Linked DNA regions of Mus musculus: region 2 is linked to region 1. A link is a contact called in public HiChIP or PLAC-seq data. All regions are on one chromosome and are shown on one strand. The core of a region is the stretch at or near the end of the contact, and the rest is flanking DNA. Distances in the headings are between cores, read along the strand shown. Region 1 holds the start of Spag4 (sperm associated antigen 4). Region 2 holds the start of Tgif2 (TGFB-induced factor homeobox 2).

Region 1 (5,853 bases), core at 1,547-4,046:
AGCGGTTCCAGAAGTAGGCAGTGTTCTGGTCCTCGTAGTCACTGGACGTCTTCTCCAGGTCGATGGAGGCTCCTGGAACAGGCACAAGTCAATTTCAGGGGCTCCTACTGGGACTTCTCAACAGCGCGGTAGAATGGCTGTCTAGGACCGTCACTCCAGCTCTTTCCACATCTCTCTGTGTCTTACCCACAGAGCTCAGTGCATAGTCAGGTTTGCGCACGAAGTCTTCATTCAGCCTCTGGAACACGAGCTTGGCCACTCTCTAGAAAGGCAGAGGGTGACCCAGGAGGACTGTGAACTAGCTTATAGGCAGGCCTGCTTCTCAGTAACTCGATGCTCTGAGGTAGGAACTTAAGGGCCTTGAGAAAGATTCCCCACACTGGGACCCAGTCTTCCAAGTGAACACAGCTAGACCCCTGAGCCTCCCAGCTGGGCCATAGCCCACCTCACTGTGGGCTGCACGAACGCTGGACACCTCCTTGTGGAGTTTATTCAGTTCTGCCTGGAGCTGCTGCAGTTGCTGGCCCTGGGAATGCACGCGGTGGTGGTATTGGCTGTAGTTGGGAGGTGGGTACCATGCAGTTAGCTACCTGTCCCTGTGCATTCCTCTCAGAAAGCACCCACAGAGGCATTGCCAGTGTTGCCCAGGCCTGCCCCAGCTGCCCTTTCACCTTAGAGTCAGCATCTCCGTAGGTTCCTGTGGAGGAAGGGACCAGTAAGCACCCTTCTCTGTCAACATTGCCCTACCATTCTTGGTTGGCCCATGGGGATTTATACTCAGTGCTTCCTACACTGCCCCCATCCCAACAGCCCAGGGATGCCCCCCACATACACACAACCTCACCCCACCTGGAGACATAGGTCTCCCCAACTCACGTTCTCCAAAGGAGGGATCAGGTACAGGAGCCCCCACCAGAGTGCTGGAGGAAGAAAAAGAGGAAAGGTGTCCTCTGATGTAAGAGGACAAGGAAGAAAGCAAGGAGTTGGGGTGAAACCTAGGGCTGCCGGAGCACACTCGGGAGACCAAGATGGGGGGGGTCACTAGAATGGGCTGAAGGCCACCAAGACGGAGTTCGGGGGGGGGGGGCTGGACTTGGCCCCAAACCTGCAGAGCTGGGTCCCAGGGAATCGATGCTCCTCACCTGCCAGAAAGATGCTCAGGAGCGACACAGCAGTGAACAGGAAGCGGATGGAGCAGATTTCCCTAAAGAACAGGAGTGGAAGCTGCTGCCTAGAGGCCCTGAACCACTCAAGCCTCGACCGTGGGGGTCCTAGACCCGCCCAGTTTCTGGGAACTCAAGCAGATCTGGATCTGCTCTAGCCTGGGTGGGGCCAGCCCTGCTGCCCTTCCCTGAGCCCTGCCGTTCCCTCTGACCTGCACACACAGACCAGCCCATCGACTGCCAGGGATAACACCATGCTCAGCACCTGAAAGAGGAGGCCTAGGGACGGAGACCGGAGAAGCAGCTCAGAGAGGGTGATCCATGAAGGTGAGGTAGTGCAGGTTCAGAAGGGCTCAAGAGAAGCCGGGGTGGGGACTGGGGTGGTGCGGAGGACAAGAGTCTGGGGCTCAGGAGGCAAGGGTCGTTTGGGGAAATGAGCTGAGGCTGGACACTAGGGCACAGGCTCGAGGAGGAGAACTGGGAACAGGGGCGGGGGTCCGAGAGCAGAGGTCAAAGGGCATCTGGGCTGGTTTCTCTGACTCAGACTCAGCAGAAATGGGGTTCTGAGTGCCAAGGTCAGAGGGGATGGGGCTGGCCTGGCTCGTACTCAGGAAGCTCTTGGACACCCTCGGGGTAGGCATCTCCTGCCTCAGATCCAGGATCGGGAGAAGGTTGAGTTGTTCCTCCAAAACTACAGAAGATCCAGACGGTTCTGCAAGAGCCCAGGGCACCATTGAGGTTTTGTGCACCACAGGCCCGCTCTTCCCCTCGGGGCCCGGGCGCAGGCTCCTGACCCTAGTGCCAAACAGCTGGGCAGCCTCTCAAACAGGCTTTTAGTCCAGGCCTTTGCCCCAGGTCACACTCCCTGCACACGCCCAGACCCGGAGCTGGAGAGTCTCAATCAGTGGAAACCGCCCCCCAGTCTGAGTCCCCGTGCGGCCGGACTAGGGTCACACTCACGCCGGCCCTGCGGCACCTCCTCAGCCATGCCCAGGCACAGGATTTCCTCCGCCCCCTCCCGGGACCGGCCATGGCACCGAGCTCGCCCCCGAGGGACACGTGTCGAGCACGTCCCCTCGTGAGCCAGGTCGGGGCTTCTGCACCCAGGTCCGCGCCGGGCCCCGCCCCCGAGCCCGCCCCGCCCTCTCGCCCCCGGGTTCGACCCCGCCCGCACCCGAGGCCCCGCCCCTCACGGTTGCCGCGCCACAGGCGGTCTGCCCATTGTGGCTCCGAGGCGCCAGCTTCGGCCGAGAGCTTCCTGCCCATGTGTCTCCTCCGGGCATTCCTGGGCTTAAGGCGGGCTCACCACAGCTCGAGCCCCGGGCCCTTCTGCCCTCGGGCTCCCCGAGCTCCGGCCCAGCGGACCGGCGCCCATTGCTGTCCCCCGAAGTCGCGCTGTGGGAACTATTGCTGTTCTCGCTGTAGAAGTTGGGTGTGTGATTATGAGAGGATGCGGCCGAGCCTGAGCGGGGGCTCCGCCGCATCCTGACCTGGGCTACCCCTCTGGGAAGCCGAAGTCGCCGCAGCCAAAGCCCTCGGCCCTTCCTCAGCTGCCTCGCGCCGCAGGGTAGCACCCTGCGTGAGCCCCGCGGCGGCTCGGCCGACCCTCCCGCTGCTGTGCTGTTGTCACCGTCACAGAGGAGCCGCGTCACAGAGCGCCCGTGACGTCACTGGGAGCCAGCAGCCCATCCCCCTTTCCTGATACATTTTTGTTCATGGTTTGGGTGTGTGTGTGTGTGTGTGTGTGTCCATCCAGAAGTTGATCTCTGCTGCTGTCTTCTCCTGCTCCCCACCTTAGCTTTCGAGATAGATTCTCTCTTTCTGAACCTGGGGCTCACTTTTTTGTTTTGTTTTTTCAACTAGGCCCCAGCGGTTCTCAATCTTCCTAATGCTGCGACCTTTAAATACAGTTCCTCATGTTGGGTGACCTCCAACCATAAAATTATTCTCATTGTTATTTCATAACTATATTTTTGTTGGACTGGAAAGGTGGCTCAGCGGTTAAGAGCACTCACTGCTCTTCCAGTGGTCCTGAGTTCAATTCCCAGCAACCACATGGTGGCTCACAACCATCTGTAATGGGATCCGATGCCCTTTTCTGGTGTGTCTGAAGACAGCAACTGTGTACTCATATACATAAAATAAATAAGTCTTTAAAAGAAAACCTGTAATTTTGCTACTGTTATGAATAAACTTTTGGAGATAGAGGTTTGCAAAGGAGGTCCCGACCCACAGTTTGAGAACCATTGAACGAGGGCTGGGACGACTCCATGGTTCCACTTGTCCCTACTCCCACAGAGCTTCAGTGACAGGCAAGTACCACAGCACCCTCTGTTTATGTGGATTCGGGGTTTACAAGCAAGTCCTCATGCTTAGGCAGCAAGCGTGAGGTTTATCCACTGGGCCATCTCAACTCCTCCTCTCTGTTCTGAGTCACGGTCTCTTACAAGTTTGACTAGAGAGCTAACCAACGGGTCCTAGGGATTCTGCTGTTTCTCTCTCTTCAGAGTCGGGATCACAGTCCCCTGAGCTCTGGTCTGTCGCTTTTTACCTACAGTGCTGGGTATCTGCACATGGGTCCCCGGGCTTCCGCACATTTTATTGATTATGACATTGCCCCAATCTCCTATGTAATTTAGACAAGAGGTTTTGCTTTGATTCTTTTGCTAGCCTGGTACTGGATATATAACCCAGGATGGTCCCGAGTCAGGACCATACTCCCGGTACAGTCTCCCAAGCCTGAGACTATGGGCATGTCATCATGTCCATCATGACCAGCTACAATGGCACCTAGATTTTGTTCACTTCTGTATCCTGCAGTACCTAGACGGGTCTAGCCTGGTAAGTGCCCTAGTATTTAGGGAAGCAGTAAATATTAGGAAGGAACAGAGCATCATCCAACACACTAAAACATTTATTATGGCCCCTCCTATTCACTTTTAAAACAGAGTCTCACTATGCAGCCAAAGCCAGTCTGGAGCTCAGATCTGCCTGCCTCCCCCACCTCCCAAGCTCTGAGGTAAAGGCATGTACCACAACTCCCAGCTGAGAGAGAGACAGAGGGACAGAGAGACAGAGAGACAGAGAGAGAAAGAGACAGAGACAGAGACAGACAGAGAGAGAATAAGCTTTAAGCTCGGCAACAAGTGCCTTTACCTGCTGAGCCATCTTGCTATCCTAGAACCACATTTTGAATAACTACATGCTTGTATCTAATTAATGTCTGTACCAGGAACAGCAACAATGTAGTGCAACCTGCAAGATTTACACAGGGAGTCTGTCAGCTCCCGAGGGAAAAGGACTTACTTCTCTGAGATCATGTTGCATCACAGGTTTGAATTTGGGAATCCTGACCCAGCAAGGTGGTAGCACACTTCTTTAATCCTAACACTATGGAGGCCAAAGTAGAAGGATCTCTGAGTTCTGAATTCAAGGCCAGTCTAGTCTCCATAAAGAGTTCCAGGACAGCTAGAGCTATATAAAACCACAATGACAAAAACAGAATTCCAAAATCCTGCACCCACCCGGTGTTTTTCTTCTCACATCACATCTTACTTAGAATGCTAATCAGCTTGGGGAAGTGGCAGTTCTTAGAGGCTGAGGTATAAAGACAGTCTGTTCTGCTAAGCTGTGTTCCAGTCCAGAGGAGGTTCTTGTATTGTACCAGGCTCTAGAGAGGTGACATTACTATGTTTCATTAGATTCCATAGAGCCCCGGAGGCAAGCAAAGCAGGAAGCCCATCTGACCCTGCCCTGGGTCTGTTCGAAAATTCCACTGGATTGCAGTTTCTCTGACAGAGGAAGGTGAAGCCTCCTCAGCATTTAAGTACCTTGTCATTGTCACCTAACCTGGATCTTACTTGAAAAGAGAGCGACCTGGCAGGAGAGATGGCCCAGTGGTTCAGAGCACTGTCCTTGAGGACTGAGTTCAGTTCCCAGCACCCACATGACAGCTCACAGCTGTCTGTAACTCCAGTTGCTGAGGATCTGGCGCCTCTCACAGACATGCAGGCAGAACACCAATGCACATAAAAAGAAATAAATCTCAAAGTAAAAAAAAAAAAAAAAAAAAGCAACCTTGGACCTCCTTAACCAACAGTACAAAGGGAGGTTTCCATGCCTGGCACTAGAGATTTTGGTAGTCTTTGGCTCTTGAGAGGAGCATTATCACCCATGTCACACACACACAACATTCACATGTATAGTACACTTCTTTTTTTGGGGGGGGGGGGTGGGTTCAAGAAAAGATTTTCTCTGTGTAGCTCTGACTGGCCTGGAACCTGCTATGTAGACCAGGCTGGCCTTGAACTCAGACAGATCTACCTGCCTCTGCTTCTCAAATGCAGTGTTATTAATATATGTGTTATTATTATATGGTTATTATAATGTCTTAATATAATTCTGTGTTATTAATATATGTTAAGTAAGCTTATAAAATATGTTTCCCTATGACGTTTTCAAGCTTCGTTAGTGTAATTTCTCTTTCCTCCTGCTGTGTTACCCTCGCCCCCCAGTTAGAATGACCTCCTGTTTTTCTCCTTTTCCACTTTAGAGCACCCATGTCCTATTAGAGCTCCCCCTTTCTACCTTCCTGCTTCTGTGGGATTTCAGGCTATGCACTCAATATAGACACATTCATTATGTTTTTGTTGCTGTGATAAGACTCCATGGTCAAGGATACTTCCAGAAA
Region 2 (5,853 bases), core at 1,431-3,930, 770 kb before region 1:
ATCCCAGGTGCAGATGAAAATCCACACACATAAAAAATAAAATAAAAAATGTCCCATCTTTTAAGACTGATTATAAAGAAGGATTTGAAATCGGGTAATTTTCCCTCCAAGGCCCGGAGGCGGGTCTGGTAACTGTTCACCAAGTCTTGCCGCCCCTGCCGCAGGCCGTGTGCGTAGTGAGTCATTCCTCCGTTGGTTTTTAGACCTTCTTCCTTGGTCCGGCCTCTGACCTGGTCCAGACTTAATCTCAGAATCCTGACCAATGAAGTGTGGCTCTGGTCCCTGCTTTAACTTCCACTGGGCTGTGTGATCCCAGTAAAGTGTCCTTTCAGAGTCTGAAGCCCTCCTCCTCCCCTGCTCCGTGAAGGAAGGTTTCTGCCTAGATAACTCCTATCAGCTGCCCCTCCAGCAGACAAAGTTCCCGTTCACAAAAGCAAAAGAAATTTACATTTTAATAGCACAAGTTCTAGGCCAAGGCTGGTCCAGGATCTGCATGCTCCTCCCTTCTCTGCCTTTTAACAGCTCCTCAGCAGGCCCAGCCAAAAAACTCTGCCATCTCCCAGGTTTTGTTTCCTCGACTTGGGCCTGAGCCCAGATCTCTGGGCTGGCTAAGCCAGACTTTCGAGGGAAGGGTCTACCTTCAGCCAGGCCACCTGGAGGTGAACCGGGCACTGCTCGGAGGCAGTGTTTACTCAGAGGAGCTCAAGGAGGATGCATTCTGAGGGCAGACATGTAGTCGGCCACCAGGACAGCTGCGAGACCAGCTCAGGGAGGCAGCGCTGGCGGCGGGTGACAAGTTTACTCAAGGTTATCTTCACTTATTCCACTCTGGCTGCCTGCCAGAACCCAGTCTTCATAGTTTCCCTTCCAGAAGAGCACCCCTCCGCATGAACTTTCCCCACCTCTGGGTCCTGCACCCTAGGGTTGTCTGCAGGTTAGACACACACGCACACCAGCGATACCTCAATTTCCCTCCTGCAAGTTGAGCGCTGTTTAAATAACCGACCCGACCCACTGCTCACATCCCGCAAGTTCCCAGAGTTTTACAAACACACATAGCTAAATTTACACACTATACCTAGGACCAACGACTAGACTATCGAAACTAGCCCAACTCCTGCACCCGCCCACCCACGAACTCCAAGTGACCTGCCCACCCACGATCTCTCCGACCCAGGAGCACGCACGTCACCACACCGGCCATCCATCAGTTTTTTATACAACTGGGTTATTGGAGGCACCCCTTGGACACTGCACCCCATCAATCTCCTACACACTCCCACAACACCATCTGCAGCCACTCCCACAGGAACTTTCTGACAACTCGCCCAGCTCCAGATACAATCCCCCGGGCCGCACACTGAGGCTGGAGTTCCCAGCAGTTCACACAAAGCGCGCAGCCTCCCCCGCGGCCCAGACGCAACGGAGCACATGGCTCATGGGGCGCCGACGAATCCGCCGGCGCTCAAGGCACCCTCACTCAACTGTCCCCCACCAGAGTCACGGTGCGAGCAACAGCTCCCCTGTCGGTCCGCCACCCGGCGCTTGGGGGTTGGGGGGGGGGGACGACTTTGCAAGGAAAAAAAAAAAACTCACGTGTCCATTTTGGGACAGGAAAAAGTTTAGTTCCCAGCCCGTTCCCTGGTACTCCGCGCAGGGTGACTCTTGGGGCGCGGGGCCGCCGGAGCGTGCGCGCTCGGCTTTGTGCTCCGAACTCGGCCCGGAGGGGGAGGGGAAAAGAGGGGGCTGGGCTCCAACCTCCGCGCCGCCCCCCCCCCCCAACTCTGCGCCTGGACTCCATGTTGGCCGCCCCCCCTACATCGGGGACGCGCACAGCCCCCGCAAGACGCTCGGCTGCCCTTCGCCTGGTCCCGGGGTCCCGGCGCGCACAAACTTTCTCCGCGTCGCCAGCCCCACGCGCCCCACAGCCTTGGCCCGCCTGGGAGTGACAGATGCCTCGGAGACAGACTTTCCTTTGTTCCAAAGGAAAGGGGAACTCGCGCGGGCTCCCAAGCCCTCTCCGTCGGAGCCCCGCCCGCGGCCCCCACCTCCAGCTGTCACTCGGCGGCCCCCGGTCCCGCTCTGTCGCCGTGCGGGAGGGGGGGGGGCTGCCGGCGGTTAGCAACGTGCACTTTTGAAACCAAACAAACCCGCTCCCCGCGCGCTCACCCCGCTGCAGGGCACCGGCTGCCCTCTCCCAGAGGAGCTTTGGGAGCTTTGGGAGCCGAGCCCTCCCTCAAGGACCCCGAACAGCGCCCCCCCCGCCAACCCCGGCATTCCGCGCCAGCGTTCCGCGGTCCCGACTCACACACACCCCCGGGGCTCACACACCCACTGTCGCACGCGCCGGGACGACGCCCCCTCCCCCGCCCCGTCGCCCCAAGAAACTTTCCAAGTTGTCCGCGCGCCTCCTCCCGCGTCTCCAGCCCCTCGGCGCCCCGCACTCACCTTCCCTGGCGGCTTTCCGGCCCACGCGGCCTCGGTGGGGTGTGGGACCACCCGGCCGGGGCGGGGGGCACCGGGGGAACGCGCCGCGTACCTGCCGGGTCTGACACCCGCCTGACAGCTCGCGGCTGGAAAGCACCTCGCGACCTGACGTCAGATCCCCTCTCCTCCCATCCCGCCTGCCGCACCCTCCCCCACCGCCCCGAGGCAGAAACAAACTTTGTGCAGAGCGTGGCCAGCTACGCCCACCCTCGGGGGCGGGCCCGCAGAGCCAGGGGGCTTCGCCCCGCCCACGCGTCGGAGGGGGCGGGCCCGCGGCACCTCCTTCCTGCGCCCACCCACCTTAGGAATGCCGCATGGCCGGGGCCCGGGGCGGAGCGGTGGGACCAGGGCTCCCGGAGTCAGCTCCAGGGCAGGAAGTGGCCCGCTCCTCCTTTCAGAGAGTGTTTCCGGAGCGCCTACTGTGTGCTCCTCCATGGGGGTGGGGGCACTACCAGGCACAAAGGGTGCCAGTCCCCGTACCTTTGTAAGTTCGCCTCCTCCTCTGGGAGCTTGCCCTTGTGGGGATGGGGAAACTGAGGCTCAGTCGGCTCAGAGTAACTCCCAGGTGCTAAAGGACCAGTTGTTTTGTCCGCTCATAAGGCAAACGGCGCGGCGAAGACCACTTGGGATAAAACCCCAAGCCTAGCGCAGATGGTCGGCCAGGGGTGAGTACAGGCTGCACCCCAGGAGCGTGAGTGAGGCAGGCACCGTGTCGCAATTTGGAGGTGGCCGCATTTACTCGCTGGTCCCTGCCTTACCACGTGTGCCAGTGTCCTTTGGCCAGGTGGGTCTGATGATAGAGCCGAGCCTTTCCCTTGGTGGCTAACCCCAGTTGGAGAGGGTGAGGCTAGGCGCTTCCAGCGGTCCAGGCTAGGGTCATTTTACCTCAAGTTTTCCTTGCGTCCAAGTTCCCTGACTGTTTGTCTGTCTCTTGCTATCTGCATAAGTGTGGCATAGCCTAACTCCAGCTAACAGGCCTTTTCTGGGTTTGTGATCATATAGGCCCAGAAACCTGAGACCCACGTGCCAGAACCAACAGCATCCGAACAGTCTTCCCTGATTGTTATTTTTTTTAATGCTGTTATCTTCTAATCATTTTACTGTTGAGTTTGGGTCTTGGGTCAGACTTAAGAGTGGCGCACCTGCTGCAGCTAAGTGACAGAGACAACAGCTGTCATTGCTGCAGCAGACTCAAGCTTTTGTTTTTCGTTGTACTGTAGTCACAAAAACTTTGGCAACCAAAGTTAAGTTTTCCTACCAGAAGGCCCTAAGCCAGTCAGGATGCCGATTAAAAGCATCTTAAGGTGGGTTTCATAGAAGCCGGACTTGCCTGGAAATCCTTGAAACCAAGATGGCCATCCAAAATCAAAAACATTGCCCAGAACCCTCTTTTTTACTGATGGTGACACCAAGTCTCAGAGAGTTGGTCACAAGCAATTTCTTAGCCAAGTCATATTCCAGCCACAGACCTTTGAAAGAATGAAGGAGATGGGAAATCTTAGGTAAGAAAAGTAAAAACCAATTAGGTCTTGGCAAAAAGCAGGGACTGTCATATAGGTGTGACATGGAGGGAAAATAGAGGGATAGCCCAGTGAATCTGGAGATGTGCCCTGGATCTCATACGATCCAGGCGTGTGCAGCAGGTGTCTTTTCTTTGTGACAGGAGCCTCTGGTGGGCAGTCACAAGCCCACGGATTCCACCAGTGACCCCAGGCCTGCTCACATGAGTGACGCGTTCCTCCCCATGGCCAGCAGCAGAGCGGACTGAATGCTGGGTGACAGGTCTGGAGTCTCCCTGACCCGCTTGGCAGGATCCAGGGTTGGGGTGAGGGGGGCTCTGTGTCAGGCTGGCTCTGTGTCAGGATTTCACATAAACAACTTCCCTAGCCTAAATATACCATGAACTCGACAGTTGCCAGGTCTGACTGCTCTGTAAATGTAGTTTAAGCTCTGTGCATCTTCACCCCAGGCATTCCCACTCCTGGGTTCATGATCCTGGAGCAGCTGTGCATGAAGTTAAAGCTTGCATGAGAGTATTCTTCATACCGCTGTTCTGGAAAAGCCAAACGTCTAGGTGCCCTTCCTGGGATCTGGATGGTAACTGATAATCATGGAACCATACGATCCCGTAAATCTGTGTTCCAAGTCAGAGAGGTCTGACATGAGTTTATTTTCAGCTATAATATTCGGCCTAGAAGGGACTTTGGCCAGACGTATTGATAATCCTGACAAGCTTTTTCCAACTGGGGTTTGGTTTGGTTTGTAACAAGTCTCTCTGTTTCTCAGGCTGGCCTCAGACTCCGGTGCTCAAGGATATTCTTGCTTCAGGTTCCCAAATAGCACTGCACACTGCACACGTGAATCCCCATGCCTGATGGTAAGTTATTATTATTTATATTTATTTATTTATTGAGATGTGGGGGGTCTGGAATCCTTCTTGTACTTCAGCTTCCTGAGGCTGTTTTTCCTGCCACACCTGGCTCTCATCTAGTTTTGGTAGAGTCAATCTTCTCTAGCAAACGTGAACTTGAAATCCAGCACTATGGATACACACTACTGTTGTGGCAAGAAACCTTTCCCCCGTTCCCCCATACAGTAAGAAACTGCTGAGCGAGGTGGCTCAAGCTTTTAATCTCAGCACTTGGAGATGGAGGCAAGTCGATCTTTGTGAGCTCAAGGCCGTCCTGGTTTACACAGTGAGTTCCAGGCCAGCTATAGGTACACTGCGAGCTATAGGTACACTGCGAGCTATAGGTACACTGCGAGCTATAGGTACACTGTGAGACCTTGTCTCAAAAGAGAAAGCTTCAATGCTCAGATCTTCCATAAAACGGAAAAAAGGAACCCAGTGACTTGGAGGTTTTCTCAAAAGCTCCCTCAGGCCTGTGTGTCAAAGCTTGTCAGTAAACCCAGCACTCCAGAGGTAAGGCAGGAGAATTGTGAGTTCAAGGTCAGCCTTAGCTCTAGAGCCGTGGTTCTCAACTTTCCTAATGCTGTGACCCTTTAATACAGTTCCTCATGTTGTGGTGACCCCCAACCATAATATTATTTTTGTTGCTACTTCATAACGAAATTTGCTACTGTTATGACTCATAATGTAAATATCTGATCCACACCATGTGACACTGCCCCCAAAGAGGTCACGACCCTAGGGACTGAGAACCGCTGCTGTAGAGCAGGAGACCCTGTCTCAATACAACCAAACACAAATAAGTAGAGAGACTGCATCCATCCCTGGAAGGAGAGAGCCTTCCTGATAATGAGCTCCGGGTCCTGACCTCAGGGGAGGGTCTAGAGTGAGGCAGGAGAGTGGCTCCTGGTTCATCTTCCTCTATACTCTGCTCTAAGGCAAAGAACTGCAGGTCA

The links. HiChIP or PLAC-seq counts read pairs in DNA pulled down with a chosen protein or histone mark.
Region 2: an HNF4G HiChIP or PLAC-seq map of pancreatic cancer cells shows a contact between it and region 1. The contact joins the promoter of Tgif2 here to the promoter of Spag4 in region 1. A contact is called at or near these places in 1 of 39 promoter capture datasets (liver), 1 of 484 Hi-C or Micro-C datasets (embryonic stem cells) and 1 of 115 datasets of contacts at active chromatin or transcription factors (pancreatic cancer cells).

What each region holds. Positions count from the first base shown.
Region 1 is chr2:156,062,156-156,068,008 of GRCm38.p6, reverse strand. Spag4 (sperm associated antigen 4) reads right to left here and starts at 2,796. Exons shown (of 12, transcript NM_139151.4): 1 at 2,338-2,796; 2 at 1,771-1,875; 3 at 1,376-1,442; 4 at 1,143-1,204; 5 at 877-920; 6 at 672-697; 7 at 446-554; 8 at 187-262; 9 at 1-72. The coding sequence starts at 2,647. It overlaps Gm39970 (a long non-coding RNA gene), which reads left to right and starts at 3,395. Exons shown (of 3, transcript XR_866890.1): 1 at 3,395-4,004.
Region 2 is chr2:156,836,834-156,842,686 of GRCm38.p6, reverse strand. It overlaps Tgif2 (TGFB-induced factor homeobox 2), which reads right to left and starts at 2,680. Exons shown (of 3, transcript NM_173396.3): 1 at 2,449-2,680. LOC115486128 reads left to right here and starts at 1,439. Exons shown (of 5, transcript XM_030252280.1): 1 at 1,439-1,505; 2 at 1,688-2,971; 3 at 4,151-4,269; 4 at 4,774-4,864. The coding sequence starts at 1,439. The coding sequence ends at 4,152. Gm14230 (a long non-coding RNA gene) reads left to right here and starts at 4,598. Exons shown (of 2, transcript XR_003953756.1): 1 at 4,598-4,641.